Linked DNA regions of Cricetulus griseus: region 1 is linked to region 2. Evidence: chromatin contacts called from public Micro-C data. All regions are on one chromosome and are shown on one strand. The core of a region is the stretch at or near the end of the contact, and the rest is flanking DNA. Distances in the headings are between cores, read along the strand shown.

Region 1 (3,100 bases), core at 542-3,041, 56 kb after region 2:
TCTGGATTCTTTGGAACTGGAGATATAGATGGTTAAAAATAGCCAAGTTGGTGCTGGTACTTGAGTCTGGATCCTCTGGAAGACCAGCCAGTGTCCTTTACTGCTGAGCCATCTCTCCAGACCCTTTCTTTTGGTACTGGGTTTTGGAAACCAGGACCTCACACATGCCAACCATTCGGCAATTGAACCATATCCCCAGCCTGACATTCAGCTTCCATAAATTTCTGTATTCATCTTAAAAGAAGAAGAAAAATAAAGATTTATGAAGCCGGGCATGGTGGTGCAATTTTATAATGCCAGAACTCTGGAGGTGCAGGTGAATATCTATGAGACCCTGACACAAACAAAAACAATAAAAGATTTTTGTGGCTGAGTGTATTTATGTGCACCTTCTCAGATAGAGAGCATTAGATCCTCTGGGACTTGAGTTAGGTAGGTAGTTGTTACAAGTATGAAGTGAATTCTGGTCCAACAAGAGCAGCATGTGGTGTTTTTTTGTTTGTTTTTAGAGTGGTTTTTTTGTTTTTGTTTTGTTTTGTTTTTTGCGACAAGGTCTCACTATACTTGAAGATTTTGTTTGGTGGGCTAGAGATGGGATCCAGAGCCTTGTACAAGAGAGGCAAATGCTCTATTACTAAAGGTCTTACTATGTAGCCAGGACTGTAGATCCTACTGCCTTTACTTCCCAAGTGCAAGGGATTAAAAGTGTGTGCTACCATGCCTGGCTGCAAGTGCTTTTACTATTAAGTCATTTCTGCAGGCCCATTTTTAAGTTTATACAGTAAGTCATTAGTGGGAAAAAAGTTCACTGCAGTTCACAGCAGTCACAATATGGCTGACCTCGCTAAATGTATTAATAGACATATTTTAGTAGCTTCTGAAATTCAGGAGACTTGAGAATCTTCCGTATTTTTTCATGTTTGTAATAAAACTTCATTCCTAAGTTGGACGCAGTTGTAGAATGTTTCAGTTTACATAAGACAATCTTTTGGGGTGGGGTGGTAATACAGGGGGGTCAAACCCTGGACTTAAAAGTGAAAACTTACATGAAAGCCTTCTGTTTTGAAGGCCTATGACCACACACACAATCTCTATTGGGAGACACCACCAAACCCAAACTGAAGTTCAATCCTGAACAGAACAGCCCAGGTCAACGGCTTTCCTGGCTTCCTCTTTCACCCTTAAATCCTAGGGATGTCACTCATTACAGGTCACAAGGAGTGTTGTGACACAGATCTCAGTAATAGTTAAGTACCCTGTCACATCTTCACCCTCATGAGGCATTTTCATTTGGGAGGATTACAATCCAGGGGCTCTAGCAGCGAGATGTCGGTTTATACCCAGAAGGTACAAAATCCAAACGCATCTCATGGGCCGTAATGGTGGCCACTGCCGCTTCGATGACCTTCCCCCAAACCTAAGTGCGTGTGCTCTGGAAACCTGGCCTGCTTCTCAGCGCCTCCCGCTTAGGGGGTGCCGGGGAGGGGAGGTTGGCTCCCGCAAGCCGCGACCACTGCCCGGGACAGTCCCCTAGAATACAGCTGGCCAGAGCGGGTCAGTCGGGGTTGGGAGAAGGCCAGCAAAGGATGGAGGGACAAACTGCCTGAAGACACGACTCGGAGCTACGGAAACCAGCTCCAGGCGGGAAGGCCACGCGCATAGCACAGCGGAAGAAGCGGAGCGTGGAGGCGGAGCATGCCCCGCCCGATGCCGCCCTCGCGCTAGGCCGCGCTCCCCGCGGGCGATCCTGATTGGCCGGCCCGGTTCCCGGCGCTGATTGGACGCGTGGGCGAGGCGGAGGAGAGCCGTGCGCAGCGGCGTGTGTGGGGCCGTGTGCAGACCCGCGTGTGGCGCAGGCAAGGACCCTGAAAATAAACAGCCACTGCTTTGCGAGTCGCTTTCCTGGGCCTGCGTCCGAGTATCCACCGCTGTGGGCAGCTCAGACGCCGAAGGTGAGGGCTCAGGGTGTGGACCGGGCTGTGGAGGCCGCGGGGTTGGCGCGGCCGAGACCGACGGAGGGCCGGAGCTACGAGGCGCGATGGCGGCCGCACCTTGGCCTGCTCCCTGCTGCGTCAGGCGCGGGGCTCGGCCTGGCTGCCTCCTGGGCCCTGCTTTCCGGCTTGCCGCAGTAGGGCGGCCGCCCTGGCGGCCCTGCGGCGCGGGAACCTAGAGCCGGTGGGGTGGGGGGGCTCGCTCGGCGCCCGCGGCCGCGCAGGCCTCAGGCGTGTGGCGACGAGGCCCGGCGCCCTTGGGGCCGAGGCGGAGAGGGTCGCGCGCGGGCCTAGCGCCCAGGGCCAGTGTGGCGGGAACTCCTGGAACCGGGCCGTGTGCGGGGAAGGGCGCGCGGGCGCGGAGGAGGTCCGCAGCCCGACCGCGGGGTGGAGGCCTGGCGGGCCATGTGCCAGCGGCTGCGGGGCCTCGGGAACCGGCCCGTGACGAAGCCCGCGCACGTCGCGGTAAGGCTCAGGAGTCTGGATCCAGTTCTCCATGCTGCCAACCTTTATTCCTCCCGATCCCTTGTACTTTGTATTCTTAAACGGCCTATTCACCATTGCTGCACGAAAAAGCACTTTTCCCTGAATCGGTAAGATTAAAGTCTTAGGTCCCTGGGGCGGGCGAGGGTGGGAAGGACCCCCCCACCCCCCAGTTTGTCAGGCCTTTAAGGCAATCTCGGCGGCAGAAGCCTTTGCCGATATCTCTCGGATTAAACGGACATAAATTACGAGCAAGCCTCGGAAGTAGAATTGGCAAAGGTGAATCTAGATTTTCATTAGCGCGAAAACCTGCTTTAGAACGGTCTAATCGCCCCCACTTGGGTTCGGGTGTTGATTTTATAGGTAAAGCTTTTGCTTGTTGCCACATGTCAAGCACATGGCTTCAGCTACCAGGCACTTTCAGAGGAAGTGACTACATCTGGTCTTGAGGTGGGGGTGGGGGTCTTGGGGAAAGGAAACGAATCGCACCAATCGTCTAATTCCAAGTTTTTGCAATATTCTTGAGAACAGAAAACAGACAAGTTAAACCATGACACTCAATTTGTCTGCATTTTAGTAAAAGGGAATTAAGTTATATTCCCATTTTCTGTTTGACCGAGTTTTGG
Region 2 (3,180 bases), core at 500-2,999:
GATACCACAAAGTGTTTCTTTGTTCTTCAGGATACCCTGGGAGGCAAGTCATTGCATTCAGGTCACAATAGTCTCAGATTCGGTTTCCTTTACATGGGTCCAGTGTATCCTAGGCTAACCTCAAAATCACTATGTCCCCAAGGATAAACTTGAGCTCTTAACCTTGTTCCTACCTCTCAAGTGCTGGGACAGCTACCAAGTTTATTCAGTGCTGGAATCAAAATCAGGATTTTGTGCATGTTAGGCAAACATTCTACCAATCGAGCTACACCCAGAATCCTCTTCTTCCTTTCTTTAAAATGTGTGTGTGTGGGGGGGCATGCCCGTGCGTGTGCCTGAGTATGGGTATGTGTGTGTAAGTACAGGTACAGACTGACCCATAGAAGCCAGAAGATGCTGTTGGATCCCCTGGAGCTGGAGTTATAAACAGTTATAAAGTGCTAAATACTGAGTCCAAACTTGGGTTCTCTGAAAGAACAGTATGTATTCTTAACTACTAAGCTCTCTCTCTCCAGTCCTTCTAAAACACACACACCCAACCATTTTGTGTATAAGTAATATATGTGTGTGAGTGCAGGCCTATACATGTCACATCACAAACATGGAGGTCAGAAGACAACTTTCAGGAGTTGGTTCTCTGCTTCCACCATGAATCCAGGGATTAAAATCAAAGCATCTTCTACCACTTGAACCATCTCACTGGCCCCAGAGTCCTCATTCTTAAAATATTAGTGACAAGGACTGTTAGGAGAATCAGGAGACCACATATCCCACATACTCTCTAACAGTGGGGTTGCAGCTGATGGCTGTTAAGGCATCAATACCTTATCCTTGAGAAATACCTTGAGAAAGCCCAAGGAACCAATGCAAAAGCTGCTCTCCTGTTGGCCCTTGGTCCACCTTGGACTGGGGTAAAGGGTTCTGTGTATCTATGGGCCAAATCTGTTCCACTGTTTGTTTTTTAAAAATTATTTTGTATGTATGAGTATTTTGCCTACAAGTATATCTGAATCACATGTATACTTGGTGCCTGTAGTAGTCAGAAGAGGGCATCAGATCCCCTGGGACTAGAGTTACAGATAGTTGGGAGCCACCATGTAGGTGCTAGGAATTGAACCCAGGTCCTCCGGAAGAGCAGCCAGTGCTCTTAATTGCTGAGCCATCTCTCCAGCCCCCAATACACACTTGCTTTTGAACCTATGAATTTGCCAATTTTGTTCATACAATAAAAAACAAACAAGCCTAGTGGTGGCGCATGCCTTTAATCTCAGCACTTGAGAGGCAGAGGCAGGAGGGTCTTTGAGTTGGAGGTCAGCCTGGTCTAGCTACACAGAGAAACCCTGTCTCAAAAAACCAAACAAACAAAAACACAGATTCATGTCAAGCACAAAAAGAGAACCAGCCAGGCATAGTGGACCAAGCCTTTAATCCCAGAACTCTGGAGACAGACAGGTAAATCTCTGTCAGTTAAAGGCTAGTCTGGTCTACATAGTTAGTTTCAGGACAGCCAGAGCTATGTAGATACCCTTTCTCAAAACAAACAACAACAACAACAACAAAAACCAACAAACTCCAGGACCAAAGCCATGTTTTTAGCACAATTTCCAAGATCCTGAATGCAGTCAGTCTTCTAAGCTTGACTTTGCAATAGGTTGACATCCTGCTTTCTGCACAGGCACTGCCTTGGGGCACCCGCTGGACTTGTTGCCATGCTGGTGAGTCATACATTACTACTGTAATTATGAGCGGCTGGTGCTGTTGCATCATCTGTGCATGGGAGTTTAAGTGCCGCAGGCTCCAGGAAACTAGCTGTTTAACGGTGTTCTGAGCTTAATACCAAGAAACGGATCTTGGCAGCCAGGCCACTCTCTGCACCAAAAAAGCGAGCAGAACCCCAGTGGCCCCACTCTTACCTCTTCCCTTAGCATGGTGAACAGGAAGTTCATGAGTACGGCATGTTTCCGAGGATATTTCTGGCACAGGGCACTGATGGCCTGGACAACCACCACCTGGGGTAGAGAGACACATATGAGTAGCAGCCCCTGACAATCCTAGTCACAGAGTCCCTCCTTGGGCAAGACTATGCTCTAGGCCCAACACAAGAGCAAGAAACCAGGAGGAACACCAATCACTCCATGCTGGGGAACACAGCCCTGAGGTCCCCCAGGGCAGGAAAACATGGCAGTCTCAGTAGCCCAAGTGCAGGTCTAGCTCCCCAAACCCTGCCTGGCCTGCTTCTCTCCTGCCGTGGACATTTTCACCCAATATTCCACTCTGTTCTCTTCTCGAGGTCTCTTTGGCAATCTCATTTCTTCCCTCTGCTTTCTTCCTGTAACTGGCTCAAGTCTTCACATTGCTCTTACATCATTGCTCTTGCTGCTTCTAAGCCCCTTCATCTTCAGAGATACGATTCTCCTCCAACTCATCCTCCACTGTCCAGAGGGGTTGATCTCATGTGCAAATCTCACCACACCATCAGCCTATCGATATGCCTTCATACAGCCCACAGGCAGAGTAGATTTCTGTCCACGTTTCACAACCCACACTCTAGGATTTATCCTGCTATATCAAAAATTGTTCCTATCATTCTCTGCTCTGATGAAAACTCCCCAGGGACACATTTCATGACTCTATTTAGGTTGCACTAAAATAATCTAACTATGGAAAATACCAATAGATGAGAGACTGTCAAGAATCAGGGATGAGGGTCTGGGAATGGAGTGTACAAGCTCTGTCTAATGATGGTGAGTCTAACTGTGGCAGTAATTTTCAAAGGCATCACATGTGCACCTCATAACCAATGAAATCTGAGTAAGCACTCTAGATTGTACAATTGCTGGTTTCTTGTTGACACTATGACTATGCGAGATGTGGGCATTGCAGTTGAGAGAAATGCCCAAGACCTTTTCTCTTATATATTTGCGATCTCCTATGAATTATCTTAAAGTAAAAATTTAAAAAGCATGCCGGGCAGTGGTGGCACACGCCTTAAATCTCAGCACTTGGGAGGCAGAGGCAGGAGGATGTGGGTTACAGAGTGAGTTCCAGGACAGCCAGGACTATACAGAGAAACCCTGCCTTTAAAAAAAAAAAACAAAAAAAAAAAACAAAAAAAAAAAAACAAAGAAAAATATAAGCTGGATATGGAAGCAGGCATCTGTAACCTCAACCATTTGGGAG

The links. Hi-C and Micro-C count contacts between places; a contact is called where the count stands out from the background.
Region 1: a contact with region 2 is called in a Micro-C map of the CHO-K1 cell line, with 2.5 times the contacts expected there. The contact joins the promoter of Cnbp here to the enhancer-like site in region 2. A contact is called at or near these places in 2 of 8 Hi-C or Micro-C datasets (both in the CHO-K1 cell line).

Annotation. Positions count from the first base shown.
Region 1 is chr8:55,466,800-55,469,899 of CriGri-PICRH-1.0, forward strand. It overlaps Cnbp (cellular nucleic acid-binding protein), which reads left to right and starts at 1,792. Exons shown (of 5, transcript XM_027428704.2): 1 at 1,792-1,952.
Region 2 is chr8:55,411,027-55,414,206 of CriGri-PICRH-1.0, forward strand. Copg1 (coatomer subunit gamma-1) reads right to left here. Exons shown (of 24, transcript XM_027428699.2): 13 at 1,914-2,009. Among named protein-coding and RNA genes, the nearest start is that of Copg1, 11 kb to the right of the region's middle. Within about 2 kb of position 1,750, at least 3 of the 6 cell types and tissues checked have open chromatin away from gene starts, as enhancers often do. A contact at or near this core is called in the CHO-K1 cell line, where this site is marked.